2 separate regions of the Capra hircus genome follow, and region 2 is linked to region 1. Evidence: chromatin contacts called from public Hi-C data. All regions are on one chromosome and are shown on one strand. Each heading gives the region's core, a stretch centred on a gene start, on an enhancer-like site or on the middle of the called end of the contact. The rest is flanking DNA. Distances are from core to core; before and after follow the strand shown. Region 1 overlaps FKBP5 (peptidyl-prolyl cis-trans isomerase FKBP5). Region 2 overlaps FKBP5 (peptidyl-prolyl cis-trans isomerase FKBP5).

What was found. Hi-C and Micro-C count contacts between places; a contact is called where the count stands out from the background.
Region 2: a Hi-C map of blood shows a contact between it and region 1, with 3 times the contacts expected there. The contact joins two enhancer-like sites. A contact is called at or near these places in 2 of 5 Hi-C or Micro-C datasets (both in blood).

Annotation. Positions count from the first base shown.
Region 1 is chr23:39,095,040-39,100,499 of ARS1.2, reverse strand. It overlaps FKBP5 (peptidyl-prolyl cis-trans isomerase FKBP5), which reads right to left. Exons shown (of 13, transcript XM_018038959.1): 6 at 1,372-1,514; 7 at 309-423. Among named protein-coding and RNA genes, the nearest start is that of FKBP5, 75 kb to the right of the region's middle. Within about 2 kb of position 1,264, at least 2 of the 5 cell types and tissues checked have an H3K27ac peak or open chromatin away from gene starts, as enhancers often do.
Region 2 is chr23:39,130,441-39,135,763 of ARS1.2, reverse strand. It overlaps FKBP5 (peptidyl-prolyl cis-trans isomerase FKBP5), which reads right to left. Exons shown (of 13, transcript XM_018038959.1): 10 at 3,269-3,352. Among named protein-coding and RNA genes, the nearest start is that of FKBP5, 110 kb to the right of the region's middle. Within about 2 kb of position 1,358, at least 3 of the 5 cell types and tissues checked have an H3K27ac peak or open chromatin away from gene starts, as enhancers often do.

The DNA of each region.
Region 1 (5,460 bases), core at 15-2,514:
GAGAAATAAATGAATAAATATATAAGGTAACTAATATGGCTATTGGCATACCAAGGAGTCCACAGACTAAGAACTCCTTATTGGATCGGCTTACCTTTTATTCACTTTTTTAAAGAGTTTGAAGAAGCTGGTACAGTTTTTGGCACATACAGGTTGAGTGGATATTTACTAAATGAAGTCATTATTAAAGAAATGTTTAATTTAAAACTATTCTAGATAAATATTCAGTACATTTACTCTTTTAAAGATTTTAAAAAGGAAAGCTCCATTTTGTCCATATAACTGGGACCTCTCACAGCAGTACTTACTCTCTACTGTCGCTCCCTCATTTGGGTTTGAATACCCTTCTCCTTTCCGTTTGATTCTTCGAATAATACCTCCATCTTCAAATAAATCCTCTCCTTTGAAATCAAGGAGCTCAATCTAGAAAGGAAAAAGGGATATGGCTGAGAATGGCCCAAACAAAGTCAATTTAACATACTTAAATGCTAGGGCAACTATTCTCCTTTCATTTTACAAAACAAAACTCTGTTTTATATTTATCTGTGCTTCTCAGTTATTGGAAAAGTAGGGAAAAAAGAACACTGCACTTTTCAATACCTGGAAAGAACCTTCACTTAATGATAATGTCTAGGACCACATCCTGTGGGGCTACACTGCAAAGACAGACAGGAAATACTAGGAAAACTGCCTTGTGGGCAAAACGCCAGAGTGACACAGTTCTGGCCCAAAACTACTTTGTTTAACTCTAGAGGCCACCACTTTTTCACCCCAAATTCATGGGAATTCCCTTCTTAAAATGTAAGACTAAACCCTATGAATCAGGCCTACAACCAACTAAAGGCGTATTTTACCTGTTTACAATGTTTCAGGCATTTTCCCTCTTAATTTTTTAATTAAGTGTGGCCAAATATGTGTGACTCAACACAGGATGAGCAACATTTTATCACCACCTACTGCTTCTAATGAGGAAGTGAGATCTAGGACAGTTATAAACCTCTGTCATAAAAATAGCTTTACAACTTGGTTTAGGTGTATTTCAACATTTATCTCCCACATTTCCCATCCTGTCCTCTGGTCGAGTCTGAATATGTCACAACTCAGACCACTGATCAGAACCTTTATTTCTAAGCCTGTTTTCTTTTGTTTATTTGGATATGACCGTTCTGTGCCAGAGACACGTTTCTAAGAAAGCACTGGCACACACCCCTTGGGTTTGTGGGAAACAATTCAAGAAGCCAAGCTCCAAAATAAATAAGTTGGATCCGATTCTCAATAGCAAGCTTAGCTCCTCGTTGCACTGCCTGTCGCTTTGGAGCCAGCACTGTAGTAGAGCAGATGCTAACAAGGCAACATCACACACATACTTGCCTCAAAAAAGAGAGTTGCATTCGAGGGAATTTTGGGGAGACTGCCAGCTGAGCCATATGCATATTCTGGTTTGCACAGTAAATGACAGATCTCCCCTTTCTTCATGGTAGCCACCCCAATGTCCCATGCCTTGATAACTTGGCCTAGGAGAAAGGAAAAAGTGGTTGAAAGCTATAGGCTATATTTTAAGACTTTCACAAAACAAAAATTCAAACACATTTCCCATTCCTTAAACGATACACTACTCAGCTAGGAAACGGGGGCTACAAAAAAACTCAGTCAAAGCTACACACTAAGAAACAAAGTGTGATCTTTTTTTTCCTGAGAGCTAACAGAGAAGATTCTCTGCCGAGAAGCATGAAAGTGGTATCAGATTCTAAACTGCTCAAAGACTAAGTCTTTAAGAAGTGGCAGTAACACGATCTCTGAAATGTGGCTGGGCTGCAGTTGTTGGTTAATTTATAATTTCAACCATAAGAATAAGTGCGTGTTTTCTAGGCAGAGATGGAACAAAAATAGTATAGAAAATGGAATTTGTCCTAAGAAAGCATATAATTTAGTTGGGTAGACAAAAACAACAAACAAGAAGCAGTCGGAAAAGTATAAATTGCATAAAACGGCGCATGAAACAGATTTCTCCTCAAAGTTTAGAGTAAAAAAAAGAAGTGGTTTTTGTTTTTCTAAAAAACCAGAATGATGTGTGTCTTCTTCTGCCAAATCACAAGAACTACAGAACTCAGAAAATTTTTTTGCTTACTTCCAGGAAACTAAAAGTTTACTGTAAAACTGTATTTTTTTTTTAATTTTTTGGATATGGACCATTTCTAAAGTCTTTATTGAATTTGTTACATTACTGCTTCTGTTTTATTGTTCTGGCTTTTTTGGCCACAGGCATGTGGTATCTTAGCTCCTGATCAGGGATCAAACCCACACCCCCCCACACCCCCCCTGCACTGGAAGGTGAAGTCTTAACCACTGGGCCACCGGGGAAGGAGCTTAACCTACATGATCGGATCTTACAATAAGCAGTCCCAAATCCTTTGGAAAACAACAGAAAATGTACAAAACTTCAAGGGATGATATACAAATTTGAGGTGCTCTGTCAAAGACTTGAGTATTCAAAGTGAGACCAGGTGAGCAATGAACACCAAAAAAAGCAAAATTTTGAAAACAGCTGTTATCTTGAACTGAGAGCTGATGGTAGGACTACAGTAAGGATGATTAGAATAAGAGGAACTCTACACTAAGGTATGTAAGTACAGAGAGACAAAGCATGTGTGACTCATGACTTCAGCTTAGTCTTACGCATTACAACTTTTCAAAATATCAGGTATACTTATTTTAAAGTGTATGTAAGGTATACATGCCTATTTTTACAAATACTTAAGAGAGAAAGATGTAAGTGAAAAGTCATTCATTCCCTCCTTATAAGAAGCCACTGTTGTTATTTCTTTTTTGTATCTTTCCACTGTGCGCTGTTGCTTCTTTAAAAATTTAAAACAAAAGGACAGCATACTATACATTCAGGTCGGAACTGCTTTTTCATTACATAGATTCTTATATACATATATTTTAATATATATAAATATATGACATAAAATGCTATAAATATATATAAACATGTTTATAATTTATATATGTATGAATATATGCTTATATACACACACTTATATCTTTATTCATCAGCTGATAGGAGGATATGAATTTTAGGGGTCAGCAGTACAGCCTGCTTTAACTCCAGACTGCGTAAATTAGAATACCAGGTCTGCCGCATATTAGTTGTGTGACCTTGTCCAAGTTTCCTTGTCTGCAAAATGTAGATAATAACAGTACTTGCCATATAGTTGTTATAAGAACTCAAGTGCCTGGCATATAATATACACTGAATAAAGAATAGTCGTCGTCATCATCAATACATACTGACCTACTTCATGCTCAGTGGCTTCAGAATATTCCAGTCACTCTACTCTTGAGAAACATTATCATCAACAGTACTCTAATAAGGATTTTTGTCCCTTATGTTTGCCTTTTATGTGCAAGTATATCTGGAGAGCAAATTCCTAGAAGTGCAGAGGTGATGTGCACTTTCTATTTGATAGATATTGCCCAACTGCCCTTCCAAAAGAGCTATATCAGTATACATGCCCACACACGGTTCCAAAGTGAAAACAGTCTAGAATCATTAGAGGAAATGTAAAGTCTGCTGTTGACAGGCTGCTTCACAGTCACTGATGGTCCTCAAAGACTGTGACTGGTTTTAGTGTGGTCCATACAGAACTTTTTTTACTCTCAACTCTGCTATTTTAAGACCAATAATACCTTATACCCTCTTTTATTGGAAAGAGGAAACCATATTGTGGGGGTACTATTGTATATTTGTTCAAGACATTTAGCCAATTACTGAGGAGCAAAGGTCTGTCCAGGTTCTAAAAATTTGAAAGTGGGTGTTCCCTTCTTCCATCTAAGAAGCATGCAACGTAGATTGGCTAGTGCAGCAGAAAGACACATGCCTTATTTGTTTTTTTAAGTGTATGGTGAACACTAACACAGAATACAAACAGTGGCTTTTGCCTTGGGCTGGGGATTGGAGCAATCAGCAAAAGCTTTATTCACAGATGATGTCTATGGTAGGCCTGAGAAGCTGGAAACAGCAGTCTGGCTATTAAATCCACAGGAACCCCAAGCTATATAAATCATGTCTGTGCCTTTGGCTTTTCTTCTCATTCAGGAACATTTAAGTTTCTTTTACACAGAACTTCAGATACTGAATGAAACACGCTGAGCAAAGAGCCAGCCTGATATGAACATGGATATGTTTCTAAAACGTCCATCTTGGGCCTCTTCATAAAAAGCACTTCCCCGATTTAAAAAAAAAACACCTCATTATAGAACACTTGAAATGTATATAAAAACACAGGGAATACAATAAGAAAAAAAAAATCTGCAATTTCAGCATCTGGGGTAAATTGTCAATTTCTTGGTTCATTTTCTTCCGATTGTGTACATCTACTTTGTTTACATATTAAATTTTTGTATATACATTCTTAAAATTCTGGTCATAGTTTGATTTTGTAGCCTACTCTTTACACTTATATGGGCATTTTTTTTCTGTTAAAAGACAGTATCTGAAAATATGACTTTTAATAGCTATATGCTATTTCATCTTTTGAATATGCCATACTTTCATTATTCCCCAAATAAACATTTAGACTTTTTTATAAAAGCCTCTCACCTGACTCATTAGGACCAAGGTTTTAGGTTAGTTTAAAATGTTGCTTTGAGTGAAGAATCATAAAAAGAACATAAAAAAATAAATAAGTAAATAAAAAGAACATATACATGATGTCAAACTTTTTTAAACTTAAAACCTATCAAAGTGTATTAATTCACTAATTCTGTGTTAGAAGGCCTAGGCCTTGTCTCTGAGTGTAATAAGAGTCCTATTTCATATTCACTATATAAATCACACTTATGGTATAGCACTTGCAATTTACAATGTGGATATCTTTAAAGCGGAGTAAGAACTAGAAGACACTTATAATCAGTATGTAGAATCCGTCTGGTAAAAATTTGTTCTGAATGGCCTACTTATTTCACCTGGCATTTACCCACCCCTAATTCAATAGCCATTTTAAAAAGACTTTTAGCAATTCACTTTAACAAATCTTTCCAAAGATGTTCAACTTAGTCTTCATGGAAATAATTCCCCTTTCTTCTTATATATATATATATAATATAATTTCAGTGTTTTATATACTATCTAACGAAACTGCATAATTACAAAAAGGATACTGGATATAAGCAAGTTTAAACTGATTCTTAGTAAGAATCTGAGAAAAGAAAAAAGCGGGCCCTAATGTCTAGAAACTGCCTGACACAGCTTGGCCTGGGTGATTCTGAAATGGGCCCAGGGCACCCAGCTAGGCCACACTATTCTCCTGTTGGATCTAACAATCTCACAAAACATCACTGGACCGTTACTCTGAAACCATGAAAAAGTGAGACAAAAGAAGAACACTTCAAAATTTCGTCTGAGCATGGACAAAAAACAAGGTCCCTGTGCAACCTACAAAATACCAAACATCCCCC
Region 2 (5,323 bases), core at 109-2,608, 35 kb before region 1:
GAAGTGCATTTCATATGCCTCACCTACCTTCAGTGTGATCTAGCCTACAGTTGGGCAAAATCATCTAACACAAAGCCTATTTTATAATAGAGTTCTGAATATCTCATGTAATTTATTGAATACTGTCCTGAAAGTGAAAACCAGAAAGGTGTGTGAGTCCAGAACCGCTGTGTCGGTTGTTCAGCCCCATGATCCCATGGCTGGGAGCCATGCTCACTGATGATGACATCACCAGTTTGGGAAGAGGCAATCCAAATTCAAAGTATGATTTCTACCGAATGCATGTTGCTTTCACACAGGTGTAAGTTAGGGGCTGGCTGTCCTTGTAGTCTGCCATAGCCTTAGGCCCCACTACTCAAGATTAAAGTCCTTACCAGTTTCAGGGGCTGGCATTTTCTGTCATTGTCTTTTCTCTTGGTGGATTATGAGCTTTTGGGGACAGGAAGCATGCCCTATCCCTTTTGGAATATTCAGGGTTTAACACGAGGTGGCTCTTGATGATGGTTTGTTAAGTAAATATTAAGGTCAAAGGAATATAACTATGGAATCAAGTTTTTCAATCACTGGGAGCAAAATGGTGAAAGTGAAAGGTGTCCTTTTGCTCTCATCCTCCTCTTAACTACCTTTCTGTCTAATATAGTGTCATAGAGGAAGGAAAGAGCCAGGGAGGACAAAGACCAGATCCGATCACTTCAGTAGGTTCTGACTGTCAGAATGGTAGAGAGGCTACAGTTTCTGAAAGAAAATAAAAAACCCCAAAGTATCAGACTTTATGTAAATGTTCTTTACACTTGAGTATTTTACTTTCTTGATAGTCCTTTCATATATAGTATATATAATTTCTATATCTCAACTTTAAATGAGCAAAGATCTTTGTGTTATTTCTGCTTCTGATGGACTAAAACTGGAGTTCTCAACTAGGGTGGCTCTGTCCCCAGGTGACCATCTGGTAATGTTTCGAGATCTTCTTTAGTTCTCACAACTGGGAATGTGTGTGCACTACTGGCAGCTAGTGGGTAGGCCCAGGGCTACTGCTAAACGCACAGAACCTCCCACTAAACAATTAACTTTACAGCCTCAAATGTCAACTGTGCCAAGGTTGAGAAGTCTTCTCTTTCCTTCACTATTCTAGAGCAAAAGAGGGTTTTTCTTAACCTAAAATCCGAGAGTCATGGACAACTTGTTTCTGAATCAGAGCACTGGCTTCCTGGGTCAGTAATGGTGGTCAAAACACAGCAAAACCTAGTGTGTCTGCAAAGGGTCCTGTGGCTGAAAGATGACCCTTCACTCAGTTGCTTTAAGAATGCTTTATCCCCAAGGAGCACAAGGGGGCGCAAGAACCTCTTGGTAAGAAGTGTCCTCAGCCTTCTTCCCACTGCCTCCAAGTCAGAGGAGAGAGACACTGACCAGCTGTGACAGTTAACACTCCTGTCTCAGTGCTGTCAGCTATGCGGGCGCAACGCCATGTTATATGTGCTTCATGATTATTTTCAGAGCCAAATGAAGACAGTCCTCTCCTACCTTTCTTTAGTGTTCAGAGGTTCATATGAGGAGTTCACACTCTAAACACCAAAATCACTTCCATTTAAAAGCTTTTTACAGCTCTACTCTACTAAGAGCAGAGGCTTCCCCACTTAGGTGTAAACCCAGCCGACAGGTCACTGAGAATAGGGCTCGATGTGTGCGTGGCATGACCGTGCCCCATCTCTGCCCTGGCCGCCACAACAGGACCCCGTGCTTGTGCATAAGTCGCACAACCTGAAAGGTCGAGGCCCAGGAAGGCTGCTCGGCAGACTGGAACTTGCCCTGACATCTGAAAAGGGAATGTGTATAGGAACCCACCTACCATTTCTAAAGTCATACAGCTAAAACTAGGATCGCCGCTGGGATCTTTTACCTATAAATGTGAAGGTGCCTCCAGGGAAGTTTTTAATGCAAAACATTCAAAGACATTCTGGGAGAAAAAGTCTTAGGTCAGTGGTTCTGAACCTTTTCATTAATTTTCCCCCAAAAGAATAATGTTTTGAAAGATTTTGTCTATCAAACTGCACGTTAAAAATAATATGTGTGATCCAGGTTTTATCCAAACATCAGTAATTTTAAGAGTGTTCATAACATTATGAAATACACAAGTCACTATTGTGGTTATGATGCTAAGACGCAACAAAGTTAAATAATTGTATAGCTACTTTAGCACTGATTTCTGCTGCTGATTACAAATTCTGGCCATCTCTCTGTATATATTCAAGACACAGCTATATGATACGTGGCTTTGCAACACTGAGTCATCAGCAACCAATTAGAGTTTCTGAACAGCTGTTTTATTACACTGAGTTGATATTGTCATTTAATCACTAAGTCGTATCTAACTCTTTGCGACCGGGCTCCTCTGTCCATGGGGACTTCCCAGGCAAGAATACTGGGGTGGGTTGCCATTTCCTTCTCCAGAAAATCTTCCCAACTGAGGGATAGAATCCATGTCTCCTGCATTGCAGACAAATTCTTCCCCTCTGAGCCACCAGGGAATCCAGTATATATGAGTCATAAATAAATATATATTATCTATACCCACAGTAAGAAATGCTTTAAGTTATGATTTGTAAATCATACAAATCAACTCATTTAAGCAGGTAAAGTGACAGATGTTGTTATATTCATGGTGTCACCATTAAAGTGAATAATGAGAGTTACTAGCCTTTCTGGCAACCCTATGTTGATTCCTAACAATTTAACTTGATTATTTAAAAATCTAGTAACATGCTCTTTGCACTTTTTATATTGGGTTCAGTTCCTTTCGAAATCTGTGCATGAACTTTTCTCTCATCATGTACCTAAGTGACTTCCCCAAAACGGTGGAAAGGGAAAATGATATGAAACTTATCCCTTTGAATGCTACTATTTGCTAACAATTATTCTATTCATTCTTTGTTTTGTTGCACAAACACTTGGTGACGGCCCACTATGTACCAAGCACAGTGCTTTAGGCCTTAACTGATACATGGTGAGTGGGCAAGCCAGACCTGGTCTGATGCTATGGATGGTTACAGTCTAGATTAGAATGTGTAAAAGAGGCATTTGTATTCTGTGTCACATTAATTCATTCTGCCTTATAATTTCTTATGCTGAAAATGACAGACTTGTAAAAGTTCAGGCTTATTCTTATCCTGAAGGGTACTGACAGAATCCAGGATAGGGGATATCAGCACAATTCACTGATACTTGAGTAAATTCTTTGAGATGGAAAGTATCGTACAAAGAGTCAACGTACCTTGAAGTACACAGTCCCCTTCTCTTTGACAATGGCAGCCTGCTCCAGTTTTTCTTTGGTATCCATCTCCCAGGATTCTTTGGCCTGTTGTATAAATGCGTGACAATGGTTAGATGAACCAAGAAGGAAAAAGCATCAGCTGATGTCCATAAGAAAAAACTTACAGCTACTTCCACAGAATACCCACACCTCAAAACACAGTGGCTTTTAAAACTGTGTGCCCTTGCCAATGCCCTGATAGGCTAGAACTCACTCTCCATGAGAACAAAGGTGTAGCTTGACCCACGCTGCTCAAGAGGGAGGCTTGGGTGGTAACACCGTAAGGAACGTGAATCGTTGAGCACTGTTAAAGAGTGCATCTTTAGAATTACAAGGTGAGGCCACACAGTGAAAGCTGGGGCCTCTTTTCTCATTCTGCTGCTATACTGTTATTACAATTTGGGCAAGCTGTTTCTCTCAAGATTCAGTTTTTACCTCTAAAATGGGAACACCACTGCAGGCAAGTCAGTTATATACTCATACACAGTTTTAAAAACTCCAGGTCATGTAATTGTCTATATTCACTGTGAAACAACCAGACCTGAAGCCTCCAAACTGTGGCAACTTGCAGAAGTTTACTTGGGGAATTTCAAGGAAAACATAATTGGGAAGACAGAGGTGACGCAGAGACATAAACAAGTGCTTTCACGATCACCTGCTAATTTGTGTGTATCATTACTTTCCCACATTACAGATATGAGTCCAGGGACAACTGCACTTTTATTAAGAACAGCTGGATCATAAAGGGTCAACAGAACAATCTGAGAGGCCCTTTAGGGGAAAAGCACTGACACAGCCATTGTCAACTTACTGATAAGAAGCTTCAGTGGATTATAAATCTGCTCTTAATATTACAAAACAAAATTAAATCATGTTGATACCAACATCATCACACACTGTCACATGGTTTCAAGTATAATCTCATAGCACTGTGGTCAGAAAAGATGCTCGATACAGTTTCAGTTTCCTTAAATCTACCAAGGCTTGCCCTGTGGCCCAGCATGTGACCTGTCCTAGACAATGTTCCATGTGCACTTGAAGAGAATGTGTATTCTGTGCTTCTGGATGGACTGCTCTGTAACTACCAATTAAGTCCCTCTTGTCTTAATTGTCACATGTCATTTAAGGCCTGCGTTTTATGATTTTTCTGTCTGGATGATCTGGTCACTGATGTAAGTCCCCCACTATGATTGCGTTACTGTCATTTCTCCTTTTATGTCTATTAACAGCTGCCTTATATACTGAGGTGCTCCTGTGTTGGTCTGTTGTATCTTCATGGATTGATCATGTGGTTTCAAATGTGCCCTTGGGGCTGTGACTGAGCACAGGCTTGCTGTGGTGTACTACAGTACTACTCAGCAGTGAGAGGGCGCCTAAGTGGGCCAGGGCCACAGGGCCACGATGGGAAGGGGTGGGGGTTACTTTACTGAAATGGAAACAAGAAAGCCAAAGGGCTAAATAACCATGTGCAAAAGATCCCCTTTCCCCTATGTGAAACCACTTTGTGCCGTGAAGACAACTTTGGAGGATCAGGACTTCAGAAGACATTACCTGACAACAGGCAATAGCCGTGAAAAGAGCAGGTGTGTGTTTGTGTTATGATTAGGAGCATCACCATAAGGAGAGGATCCCAAAGCTGTCCTCCTCTTTCTCAGCCCAACATTAAGAGGCCCTCAGGACAATGATTCCCTTTCTGTGTCTAATAACATAAAAATGGTCATGTTTCTAGTCTAAAGCTTAAAGTAAGGAACATCGAGGTAGTGCTGGGAGGGAACGAAAGATGTCTACAAAATGCACTCCCAAGGCTCTCAGGGAAGGGAGACTTTGGTGGGGCAGGGACATAGCTGGATGTGACAGTGTACCCAGCTCAGGCAAATGTTTTGTTTGTCCAGGGAAGCTGCTGCCGGGAGCCTCCAGAGGTGGATCTGAGATGGAAGTATGCTCAAGGAGGTGTGCCATTTCTGGATCTTGAGGCCAACACTTTTTTCTACTTGGACAGGTATGAAAAGAAAAGGT